2 separate regions of the Triticum aestivum genome follow, and region 1 is linked to region 2. A link is a contact called in public Hi-C data. All regions are on one chromosome and are shown on one strand. The core of a region is the stretch at or near the end of the contact, and the rest is flanking DNA. Distances in the headings are between cores, read along the strand shown.

Region 1 (2,700 bases), core at 77-2,576, 400 kb after region 2:
CGTGACACACATACCCCTGAGTACCCTTTTGAGGTAACCCAATGGTGTGTTCCTGGTGAGGTACATCATAAACAGAGGGAGAAAAAGTCAAACACCGAACAAATTTTGCATGGCTGGCCGACCATCTCCAAACATGGGACAATAAGGAGCCAATGTGATGGGGCGCTCACCTTGGTGACATTGTTGGCACTTGGCAATCATCGGTGATAATGCCTCCCGCCCTCCTCCATCCCACTGTAGACAAGCTTCACAAAAAAAATCAAGAATTTTCTTTAACCTATGGAGCATGGACAGATCAAAATCGAGATCGAGCAGCTGCTCAGGTCAATCCAAGAGAAAGAGTAGAGGCCGCGCGAGCAGCAAGAAAGAGAACAACAAATGACATAACGAATATATGGGGATAAAGATAAATGTACCACGACAAGGACATGAGCGTAATATGTAATGAGTTCACAACAGTGAAGAGCGTGAAGGCGAAACCAAGGAAGAAAAAAGGCTCACCCACCATCGCCTCATCTCCTAGAGCCGCCATTAGTCCCCATCCACCGGCTTAGGTGAATATAAACCTCTGGCATATGATGCCCAAGAGGACGGGGATTATCTACTCCTTTCCACCGGGTTGACGAGGAGTAAGATCCGATAGGTCGGACGCCACCATGAAAGGAGAACCATTTGCTTCCTCTTGCTCGCGTCCCAAGATGTCGCCTCCTTATCACCTCCCAAGCTGTCACATCCTCCTCGTCTAGAACATGTGATCAAGCCATGCTAGGCAGTGGAGGAGGTGGTGGAGGCATAGGAGAAGAGACGGCGAGAGGGAGGGGGAAGTGGAGGCGGCGACACGGGGAAGAGGAGAGGGATGGAAAGAGACGAGGGAGAGAGAGGAGATATTTTCACAGGAGAGGGGATGACGAGGGATATATTTTCATCATGATTGCCTTCTTGGTCGCTAATCCATCCGCATCGAAAGGAGGCAAAACTCACCTCATTCCCTCGAGGCAATTGGTAATGAGGCCCAATTGTCATGTACAGAAAAGTGAAATACGGATGTAAACCGGAGGGATGACTGAGCCTTTGACAACGCCGTAAAAAGTATGAACGCCGGTAGATCGTGCGACCCAGAAGGAACGGCCGACGAAGATCGCTCAGAATGGCGGGTAGGCTAGCGCCTTTTATATAGGAGAAATTACTCATGATCTCAAAAAATAAAATAAAAACTGGTGCCAAGAAACCACCGTGGTGGGCCGGCCCACAGCTCGAAGGCCTGGCCTCGCTTACCATCCGCGCTCCGGGCCGTATCTGGTCACAAGTCAAAACCAGTTACTTACCCTTTTTGTCTCACACTGACATCTCGCTCCGTGTCCTGTTGCGAGGCCCCGCCGCATCTGGCCCCGCAAAACCTATCTCGACCGCCTTCCTCCCCGATCTCGCCCCTCCTCGCCTGGCGACCAGATCCGCTTCTCCGATATCCAGATCTTCGGAGCACGGCCCGCTCGCCCCGGCCAAGGTGAGCCGTCGCCGCCGGCCCCCGGCCGCCACACGACGCCGCGCTCTAATAACGCACGCTGACTCCGTGGTTTTTTCTTTCCGTCGCAGTCGTGAGTTGAGTAAGGGAGGCAGCAGCAGCAGCCATGGCGGCGGCGGAGGAGAACAGCTCGCTCTTCCTGATATTCATCCTGACCATGATCGCGCTGCCCCTGGTGCCGTACACGATCACGCGGCTGTGCCACGCGGCGACGAAGAAGGCCAAGACCATCCACTGCCGCTGCTCCGGGTGCCACCGCTCCGGAAAGTACCGGAAGTCGATCTACAAGAAGGTGGGCGGGTTGCGGCTGTTTGTTCTGCGTGAGGCTAGCAGTAGAATTCTAGTGCGTGCTAACTCCTCTATGATCGTGTTCTGATTCTTGTCGTGCAGATATCCAACTTCTCGACGTGGAGCAACCTTACCATTTTGCTTCTCTGGATCGTTGTGATCTTCCTGATTTACTACATCAAACTCAGCAGCCGCGAGGTATGGTAACTTTTGCCTGGTATATGTTGTCAATTTTTCTTTTGTTCAAGCAGTTAACTCAAATTCTTCTCTGCTGTGAACTAGTAGATACGGAAGGATTTAATACTTACTCATGTGACCTTTTCTCTGCTCCTTCACCTAGAATAGTCTTGATTGGTAGATGACTATACTGAAATAAACTGATAACCAAAAGTACAACTCAGTTGACGTTCAGCTTTATCCTACCAGAGCAGTCACCACAATGTTCATGTTTTGTCAGTTCCTTGATGCAGCAAAGTCACCGTTTTCTTTTTAGTAGCAGCATGCCCAGCAAGTTTGTTGGGATATACTAGAAAGGGTAGCATATCTTTGCGCTGATTTAGTTCCCCTTTATTCTTCTGAAGCCTCACTAATGTTTCACTCTCCTGAACATTGTCAAACAATCACATATGCAGAAACCTTGTTGCGAAGTTCGGTATTTTTAGATTTCAGGACTTAGTTTGTTTTTGTATCCAAGCATAGGCAGGTTTATTTCCTAGAAGCATTTTTTGCGAAGTCCCGATTGTTCATCTTTGTCTCAATCGTAATTATGCTAGTTAATTTTGGATACTATGTGCATAAATAATGCTGCACTTGAAGTGTGAAGGATTTTTTCCCTGAAATTTCACCAGGGCAAGATCCCAATAATTGATTTTATATGATTTTGTTTCCTA
Region 2 (2,710 bases), core at 111-2,610:
TTCACTTTATCTCAAGGTGATGTGAAAACAATACAATCCATTTTACAGCCTTCAATATTACTCCCTCCATTCACAAATATAAGATGTTTAGGATATTTCAATATGGACTACATACGGACTGAAATGAGTGAACAAACACACTAAAACATGTCTATGTGCAACCGATTCAGAAAAAAGTTAGAACATCTTATATTTGTGATCGGAGGGAGTATTATACAATGTCTCTACAGTCTTCCATGTCAATGAAGCAGCACCCAGAAACATCTTAATCACTTAAATAACTGGTGAAAGTTACTACTGAACAAAACTCATCATCAGTGTCCCGTCATATTTGACTCATAGATCATATAAACCTGACCACAACAATATATTTGTGCCTCGAACACGCTGGCTTTGCCAAAGTTAGGTGTTGGTGGCATTATGAACTTATGCTTTATGAAGTATCTATAGACTTGTGTACTATAATGCTTAATTTGCAAATTGTAGGGCACAACAATGGAACAGAGGCACACAAAAAAAAATGTGAAGTACAAAAGGTTAATGACCTGTGAAATATGAATCAAGGTTATCAGCGAGGAAAGGAGGTAGGTATATCGAATTGATAAGGACTGTTTATGAGGGTTAAGAGAACACACTGGTCCATTATGTCAGAAAACTACTTTAAATATATCTTGGCACCACTTCTGATGCGATTGAGGCTGGGACGACCAATTAGAAGGCTCACATTTCTGAATTGAGATCCTGGGAAGTCCATACCTAACTTCTATAGAGTTCCTAGGAAAAGTTAAACAAGCCGAATGTTCCAGATAGATAGTCTAATCCATCACCTCTCCAACTTAAATTTCACTTGGGTGCCAATCACTCGACCAGGCAGAGCATTCAACAAACAAGCACATGCATATAGTCCGTTCAGAGCCACCCCAATCCCCTTGGTACAGCCCCAGACGGGGAGGCCCATCCACACTCATATCGTGACATTCCCGAGACCAATTAGCACACGGAACCACGCAGGATGGAGACGCGACCGCATCCCACCAAGTATGGGCACTGGCAAGTTCTAGGGCACGCGTGCGTGCGAGAGAAGGAAGGGGATATTTGGGGCGGTACCGCGAGGGTCTCGTCGGAGTAGTTGCCGAGGAATCGGGGGAGCACATCGGCGACGGCGGAGCGGAGGTCGGCGGCGGCCGGCGAGCGCCGATCCATGCGGAACGACCGCTCCTCGGCAGCGAACACCCGCCGGAGCCGCCGCTGCAGCTGCTCATCCGCATCCGCCTCCTGCCCCATCTTTCCGCCTTTTGGGAAAAGGCAGTGCCCGTGGGTGAGAATCTTCTAGCGGCTACTGGGGCCAGTCGCTACTAGTATGTGTCAGCGTCAGCCTGTGGTTGAGATGGTTAGGATGCGTTTGGTTGCTGGGCTATCCCTCTCTGGGACAGGGATAGCCAGTTTTTAGATGGATGTCACCCGTTTGGTTTATGGGCAAGCCGGGATACAACTAGCCAGATGCTTGAAATATTCCTCTAAAACCTGGCTCCGCGTGTCCGCGAAAATCTCATGGATCTGCTCATCCCGCGTGCGCGCGAGATGGAAAGCCAGCCCGTGAAACGTTTTCGGCCTCGCTCTCGCTGGCTCACCTCCCGCAAAAGTCAACCCTATCTTTTTTCCCTTCCCATCTCTCTTCTCTGCGGTGACAGCGGCGACAGGAAGAGCGGCGGCGCCGGAGGTAAATGCACGGCGGCAGGGCTCCCTCCTCCCTTATTTTCTTCCTTGCCGTGTCCTCTCTCCTTCATCTCTTACCTCTCGCGTTTGAGCTGCAACTAGCAGAGGTCACGTCGACGGGCGGCAGGCTCATGCATGCATGTGACTATGAGTGCCGCGCGCCGCTGCCGGAGCTCTGCGGATGTGAGCGTGGGCGCAGACACAAGCCGTGCATGCGTGCTATGCGCACCGTTTGTGTCGCGCCACTCGTGCATGCATGAGCGTGGTGTTGTGCGCATGCAGTGCATGGTGTACTTCTGTGTGTTTCCTTCTCTTGATTTTCTGCCTAATGTGCTGATCCATTGTATGATCTTGTACTGCAGCAGCTCAAAGGGCAAAGATGACAGGAAGTCAACTCTGTACTCTCTATCAAATATTGAACCATACTATATGACTATCCGCAATCACGAGTTGTCCTTCAAACCAAACAAAACACAGGCTATCCTCACCCATCAACCAAACAGAAAAAATGGTTATCCCTATCCGGCTGGCTGGGGATACCTATAACCACTCTATTATGTCCCTCTAACCAAACGCATCCTAGGTGGACAGTGGTATCCCAACCCACGAGAGTTCAAATCCTGGTGCTCGCATTATTCCTGGATTTATTTTAGGATTTCCGGCGATGCGCTTTCAGTGGGAGGAGACGTTCCCGTCGACGACGAGGCACCTACGGTTGCTTCGTAAATCTCAAAATGATATGTTGGCTCAGTCTCTCGGAGGTGCTCATAGAAGTAGGATGTGCGTGTGTGCATTCATAGAGATGAGTGTATGCGCGTGTATATGAGCGTTTGTGTCTGTACTGACGCTCAAAAAAAAAGCGTCAGCCTGCGTGCGTGCGTGCAACCGGTGTGCTGTTTACCGTCCCTTCCATGCTCCCAGCGTCTTCATCAATCGTCACTTCGAGTTGTTCCAATCTTTTGAAAAATTTGGATATCGATTTTTTTAGGATGGA

The links. A called contact is a pair of places that touch in the nucleus more often than the background predicts.
Region 1: a Hi-C map of leaf shows a contact between it and region 2, with 5 times the contacts expected there. The contact joins the promoter of LOC123045211 here to the promoter of LOC123045210 in region 2. A contact is called at or near these places in 2 of 5 Hi-C or Micro-C datasets (both in leaf).

What each region holds. Positions count from the first base shown.
Region 1 is chr2B:412,795,825-412,798,524 of IWGSC CS RefSeq v2.1, forward strand. It overlaps LOC123045211 (dnaJ protein ERDJ2), which reads left to right and starts at 1,327. Exons shown (of 11, transcript XM_044468174.1): 1 at 1,327-1,504; 2 at 1,594-1,814; 3 at 1,913-2,008. The coding sequence starts at 1,629.
Region 2 is chr2B:412,393,903-412,396,612 of IWGSC CS RefSeq v2.1, forward strand. It overlaps LOC123045210, which reads right to left and starts at 1,361. Exons shown (of 11, transcript XM_044468171.1): 1 at 1,108-1,361. The coding sequence starts at 1,284.